2 separate regions of the Arabidopsis thaliana genome follow, and region 1 is linked to region 2. Evidence: chromatin contacts called from public ChIA-PET data. All regions are on one chromosome and are shown on one strand. The core of a region is the stretch at or near the end of the contact, and the rest is flanking DNA. Distances in the headings are between cores, read along the strand shown. Region 1 holds the start of AT5G25990 (core-2/I-branching beta-1,6-N-acetylglucosaminyltransferase family protein). Region 2 holds the start of AT5G04165 (a long non-coding RNA gene).

Region 1 (3,487 bases), core at 784-3,283, 34 kb after region 2:
GTCACTGCTGATAGAGACCTCAAAGCTTCTGGCTTATGGTACCAGTCGTTCTTGAGAGATACCACCAAGAACCAAGATATCCTCCGCTCAAGTCTGCCCTTTAAGAACGGGGATAGGAAGAGCCTCACATGAAAGACCAAAACCACTTTATGCCCATCGAGATCATCTTCATGTCTCTTCTTTCTACTTGCTCCATAGATAAAAGGAGCTTCTACCTACTGTATTAAATAAAAGATGATCAAACTTAATAAATATTTTGTATACTACATTATGCCATGGGATGGGGAAAAATCCGATGAAACCAAAATTGAACTAAACTCGAAATGCTTAGTTGTTTATCATTTTAAAACCAAAACTAAAAAACCGAAACTGAAATTTGTTTAAAAACTAATTTTTTTTTGTTTTCTTAAAAACAAGAGAGCAAAAAAAAACGAACCAAAAATTGTTTAGTGTAACCAGATAACAAAATCTATTTGTTTTCAACTTTAATTACATTTTCATATTTTATAGGGGAAGACGGAGATATGATGTACAACATAAAAGAATGATGTAAAGTTCAAAGAATGTTTTAAGGAAGATGATGGATTAGTTAATATCTTAAACTAAGTTTCCTTATACTTCATTTTTAACTTCTATCAAAGATAACTACATCTTTTAATATTATTTTATATATTTGATACTCCTATTTCTTTACATTTCGGTGTGTTTACATACAAATTTGTTTGTGTATAACTTAAAATGAGTTAAAATGTAATTTCCATCTAAAACCACTGAGACCCTTTTCTCCATTGGTCTATGGAAACTTCAGGGGCCATGTTGCCGTAGTAGCGGCCTCGGCCATAGGCACTGGGATGATCAAATTAACCTATAAAGCTATGCTCTGATTCGGTTATGTACGTGTAGATAGTTGTGAAGTTGAATAGGGGAATGCATGACTCGGTGAGGAGAACAAACCATTCGTTTGAGATATCGAGTAGCGCATAGGCATAGAGGGTGAAGTTTTCATGTCCACGCCGAGTCAACTCGAAAGTTTGTGCTAAAGTAGAAGTCTAGAAGGATATATATGCATCAAAATTTCTTGTAGTAGAATAATTGATAATGACATATAATAGATTTTTAAAATTTTATCGGGGTCAACTGACCCTCCTATCAAAGCCATGCCTCCGCCACTGCCGAGGATACTAAGACCATCCTCAATGGTAGTATATTAACAAGGGTTTTTAGCAATTTTTTAATTATTAATTTTGAAACTGTTAAACTTAGAGCTTGGGTAAGAATTTTAGTTTTTAGCATTGTCCAATGGTAGTATTTTAAATTGGGTTCTTAAAAAAAGAGTCAAATTTTTTTGGTGTAATTGGTGTTTGAAGAGTTGATAATCACATCAAAACTTGTCAAATGCAAAACATAGATTCATGATCTACGTACACATATTTAATTTGAGTGACTATAATTCAGAGATTCAGGTACAACATATTAAAGCTAAATATGATGATGCTTGCAATAAAGCTTAACCTTGTGAGCTATGAAAACCTTAATAGCAGCATAGTTTTCTCAACAGATTCAGTGAAAGGAATCTCAGGAGCGTATGTGACGAAATCGGAGAGGTTACGGAGAACAGCTGATTTCATCAAACAGTGGGATTCAATATCTTGCATGGTGGAGCCACCGGGTTAGAGTGTTGAGAGCCACCAAAAAATCCATTGCTTCAGTGTAAACCAATTTGAACTCCACAACTAACCTCAATAGCTTACTGGTAAACTCTTAAACCTCATAGCAGAACGATATTATATAACAATAACATATATCCTACAATTGAAATAGAAAAGAGAGAACACATAATCATCATATACATTAAAACAGGAGCAAAATTGAATTATAAATAGAAGAACTGAAAGGATAAATACTCACCATAACATTGTGATGAAGCTGATCAGGAAGCTTCTTGACGAGATTGTCGTTTTGTTGAAGACGAACTCGCCGATTAGATGAACGAAAGTCACCGTGGAGAGCCAGTGTAGGTGGAGATGATGACATAACGGCGGAAGGATGGCCGAAGTTCAGAAAAATTAGAGACTCCTTCGATTGTTTCAATTTGAGGCAGAGATACAGAGAAGGAATCGAGTTAAAGAGATAGAGAGAAGGAAGAGGAAGAGGAAGAGAGTAGATTTTTTTGCTTTTATATTTCTTCCTCACTTTCTTAATGAGCGACACGTGCCGCCTCTTACTTTAATTTTTTAGCTCTTACCTAAGAGGCGCTCTTGAGATAATACCCATTAAAACATTAATTTTAAATAGGATTAAACATAAGAACCAGCTTAAAACCTTGCGTTGCGGATGCTCTAAGGTTTCGAAACAGAATCGTTCACACTGGTTACAGAATTTGACCGAGCCGCCAAAAGAGAAGTGAAGTAGTGCCCTTTATTAACGCTGGAATTCCTCGATGGAATTTGATGTCTCTGGTGATTTTAACTAGTTCCGAGCTCTAATTTCTGTTTTATGTGATGTTTTGATTTTTATAGTCCATTTTGCCAAAGTTAATGTATATTAAAAAAAATAATACAAAATCCAAAAAATATTGTAGTTCTAAGTGCTGCGGCGGGACTAGATTATAAGGTGTGCTACTATACATTGGTTTGTTTTTTCCAAAGTTTTTCTTTTCTTTTTAACATTCTATTCTCTTGTACCTAATCATTTAACATCTATTAAATTTTAACTTCTACAATGATTTATTTAATAATAAAATCCAGCATCCTACCCCATAATTTTTTTAATCTCATATTCTGATTTTCTTAAATATTTTTAGTTACATATTAAAATAACTTATCAAGTGAAATTAAATTAAGGTAACTAAAATTTAATTAAATTTGTCATTTATTTTATAATCTTATTGTTGAGATGTATTTTTTAAAGAGATGTCTGAAAGTTAAAACAAAAGTGTATGTGAAGATAATAAAAAAAAACATTATGAGGGAAACAAATTTATAATAAATTAGATATTGTTCTCTATGTTCAAATCAAGTGAAACAAGTCTTTATTTGTAGAGAAAATAAAAATAAAGCGTTTTGATATTTTGATATAAACCATAAAAATTAAATTAGTTTATACAATAATTGATCTTATATAGGAGTAAAATAAAAATCTTATAAATTTCTACATCAAGTAAAAAAAAACACATGTCACATGTGGTCTCATATTTTGTTTTCAACATGTTGAATCTTTAACTATGTTGAATCCACAAATGATTTTTTTTTGTTTTTTCAACACCATCATTAATACAAATCTAAGGTACGTAGTACTAATTGTTTGTTTTGCAAACTGATTTTCTATTTAAAAATATGAAACCATCTAAATACATTAGATTTGTGTTGTTGTCGAAGCTATATTGTAATAATTAAACAGTTGAATAATTTATTGAAAACAAAATCTAAAGACCTCCATTGCACATAGTCTAAAAAAACAAAAGCAAACATACCTTTTCACTCACTAG
Region 2 (3,622 bases), core at 415-2,914:
TTGGATTGACGATGGGATACATATTGGTTTCTTACAAACCAGAATGGTTAATGAACTCTGGCCGAAACAAACGCAGAATTAAACCAATATAAATAAATATCTTCAATACGCTTTTATTGCAAGAATGTGTTCTCATGGCCATTAACTTGGGAGCTAGGAACGCTTACGAATTTGAAATCAATGTATTTGTCTAACAAAATGTCAGGGGAGAGACTCTAGCGAGTTTTGAATCTCTTCAGAAACAAACTCCACGGGGAAATATCGGATTTCATCGGAGAATTGCCATGCTTGAAGTGTTACAACTTTGGAAAAACAATTTCAACGGAAGCATCAACTGCACCATTATAAGTAGTCTTAGAGGCATGCTCACACGGGTGAGATTATATATGGACTTAACTATGTAGATGTTTATTTTTTAAAACATCACGATTGTAAGATGAATGTTGTAAGTGTTCGTTGAGATCGAAGAAAACTCATAGTATGAGTTTAGTCGATCTTCTGGAGTAGTATGTTTTCAGCATTGTTTCTCTTTGATCCTAAGTTTTTTATGGGGTTTAAGGTTCTTTTTTCTTATAAAGGAATCAATTTATGTTTTGGCTATATAATATGCACCAGTTTATCCATTCTATGTTTTATTTAACATTTTTTCTTTTTTGAATTCTCTTTATCTCCTTCAAAATGTATAATATTAAAACAGCAAAATAAGCATCACCAAATCACTTTTACAACAAGTTATCAATAACTCCAACCATAAAGTAAAACTCAAAATTCTTCTCCAACCTTACTCTATATTGGACTCTAAAATAGACATTTCTGCAGAATTACTCTATATATAGAGTAAATCTATTCTCTACTCTATTTTAGAGTTGAACTTTTTTATTTATACTCTGGTCCATCAAATTTATTTATTTTTATTTAATACATATTATCATTTTACGAACAACAACTACAACAAATAGTTTTATAAAATTAATAAGTAAATAATTACTAAATTTAAAATAAACAACATAAGAAAACTAAAACATAAAACTAGCAATTTAATATTCCGGTAAATTGCTTGTAGATCCACCAAGATAGTTAAAATATTGTCCAAATGAAGTAGATGGAGGAGGAGTTTCTTGATATTGATCTTGTTGTTGGACACGTCATTTTTGTAAAATCCGTGCTTATTCAATCTCAAAATATGCACGAATATTTGGGTTTTGAACGAAATTCAAATCACAAAATAAAATTTTGTTTTCTTCCTTTAATTGATCATATGTGGGAAAAAATATTCTAATGGTGTTGTTTAAAATAAAATTTGTAATATTTTATTATTGTTATATGATGTAATGTTTTTTTAATATATAATTAGTCTTTAATTTAAATAATATCATATTTTATGGGAATTTTGCAAAACTATGATATATGGGCTCAAATTGTAAATTATATAATATAAAATATAAATAGAATATTTCTAAAAATATTTTTTTTAGAGTAGAAAATAGAGATATACATTTGAGAGAAACCCTTCTCTATTTTAGAGTAAGATATAGAGCTATACATTGGAGATGGTCTTACAATCATCAACAAACTTTTGCTCGTTTTTTTTTTCGTCAGTTGGGTTCCTTAGAACATCTCCATCTTTGGTTTGTTATCAATTTAGTTTGGCTCAGATTCGAGGTATCGGAAAGGTTCTGGTGGTTGGAGGTTCTTGGACCATTTTTTGCGCCATCTCTGGTGAAGTCTAAGACAGCATGCGCAGAAACCTAATCACAATAGATGTCTTCACTAACTAACTGACTAGACATTCTCTCTAGCCAACTGGGCATTGGTTCAAGTCTATTTTTGTCAAGACCCAACTTCGGTTTAATTGGCTCAACGTTTCCTCACCTTGGCCCAGATATGTGTTTCCTTTTATTTTAGCCAGCAAGCTAGGTTTGATGTTACGTTCTTTCTTCAAACTAAACGATCTAGTCTCCCAATTTCGACATGCCTTGTCTTCCTTATCATGATTTTACCCACTACGGTTTAGAACTATATTGATTATCTCTACTCGATCTGTCTCCAAATGAGCACTTATTGTAGAAGCTAGTTTCTACCATCTCTGATCACTCATTCCTGGAATCATAGTCGTGTATCTCGGCTTCTCGAAACCGAACCCATTAAGCCGGTCACCACCTTCTACGGTTACTCATGGAAGCAATTCAAAGTGTTAAAATCCAACATCTAAGTAGGCTTCCACATCACAAATCGGCTAGCTTTCAAATCGTATGCTAATGTTTTATCGGCCTACTATTAGACCTCGGGGGTCATCGGCGTCCAAGCATCTCCATCATAGTGAGAACCTCGACTCCGCCTTCCTCATTCATGGAGGGAAACACTTATCATCATATATGGAAAAAACCTTCCCACCAAAAACTTCTATATCAGGTTTACAGCTTGTATAACAAGAAGTCTTTTGACTATTCTAACCGTTTAACTATCGTATGATGTAGGGTGTCTTGTGTCAGCGAGACGCGAGGTTAAGGAGTTTTCTTGAAAGGTTTAATGTCAATCAACAAGGACCATTCACCATATTATCGTGTTGTTCGTGATTGTGGTTCGACTCACCCTTTTCTCGCATGTGGCCTGGTGCTTTTGATAAGACCCAAAATAGGCTATCAAGTTAAGTAACAGAAAGAGATGAGATGATAGAAGAAATAAGGTGAGAAGCAGAAGAATTCAGAAGTAGAAAGGAGAAGAACATGAGAGAAGGAAGATAAACATTGTTTGGATGATCTTAAGCGATGATCCTTTACAGAGATGAACAGAGAGACTAAATAGCAAGAGAATCCTAAACCTATTGGGCTTAAACGATACTAAATGACGCAGCCTAGAAAGGGCCCAACAAGAGAATAAGCGACTTATCAATACCGTCCCGTTGAGATCCACCTTGTCCTCAAGGTGGAAGGAAATGAAAGCTTGGAAAAGTTGTCTTAACTCTTGTCGATCCTGCACCTGCAACCTTTTTCTTGTCCATGATGACCACATCAAACTCCTTGATCAGTTTATATTGTCTCCAATCTAGGGTAGCAAATTCCCTAGTCTCTACTTCTTGTCTCTCAAGAACCTCCATGTCTTTTAATAAACAGACTAGCCTTGAAAATGCAGCTTTAAGAGAAATGCAGACCTCAACTACTCCAATCAAATCAGCAATCCTTACCTTCTTTGTTAAGGTTGCCATCTTAGACACGGTTTGATCCTTCTCACTTTTGGTTGGCATGTATTGAGTACTTCCAGCTACAACTTCATTGTGTTTCACCACGGATTGCACAAAAAATTCAATCTCATCGCCATTCTCTTTAGCAACCTTCCCTGATCCCAACATTGAAACTTCTTCCAGATATTCAGCCCTTAGCTCCAACTCTTAACTTTCACCACTCTTGTCATGTCCACATTGTATTTCCTTAACGCTTCCTCCACATGCAATCTCACTCTCCCCTTTTAAAGCCACCTTGTCCTCAAGGTAGTAATAAAGAACAATTCCAAAATCATCTTTTAGCTCACTCCTCATCTTTACTTTTGTAGGACTTTGGTCAAGGTCTTCACCCTTAACTCTAAGAATGATCCCAGCCTTTCTATCTTGCCTATGCATTTCACA

The links. ChIA-PET counts read pairs in DNA pulled down with a chosen protein or histone mark.
Region 1: a contact with region 2 is called in an H3K4me3 ChIA-PET map of shoot, with 11 read pairs. The contact joins the promoter of AT5G25990 here to the promoter of AT5G04165 in region 2. A contact is called at or near these places in 3 of 26 Hi-C or Micro-C datasets (callus, root and rosette leaf), 1 of 2 datasets of contacts at active chromatin or transcription factors (shoot) and 1 of 3 other capture datasets (root).

What each region holds. Positions count from the first base shown.
Region 1 is chr5:9,075,346-9,078,832 of TAIR10.1, forward strand. AT5G25990 (core-2/I-branching beta-1,6-N-acetylglucosaminyltransferase family protein) reads right to left here and starts at 2,034. Exons shown (of 3, transcript NM_122500.1): 1 at 1,909-2,034; 2 at 955-1,049; 3 at 762-846. The coding sequence starts at 2,034. The coding sequence ends at 762. It overlaps AT5G25995, which reads left to right and starts at 1,486. Exons shown (of 1, transcript NM_001343956.1): 1 at 1,486-1,781. The coding sequence starts at 1,486. The coding sequence ends at 1,674. TGG2 (glucoside glucohydrolase 2) reads left to right here. Exons shown (of 12, transcript NM_122499.4): 12 at 1-432. The coding sequence ends at 132.
Region 2 is chr5:9,041,286-9,044,907 of TAIR10.1, forward strand. It overlaps AT5G04165 (a long non-coding RNA gene), which reads left to right and starts at 1,665. Exons shown (of 2, transcript NR_142737.1): 1 at 1,665-1,918; 2 at 2,496-2,616. AT5G25920 reads right to left here. Exons shown (of 5, transcript NM_122493.3): 4 at 3,476-3,608; 5 at 2,855-3,385. The coding sequence ends at 2,921. It overlaps RLP52 (receptor like protein 52), which reads left to right. Exons shown (of 2, transcript NM_122492.1): 2 at 1-92. The coding sequence ends at 92.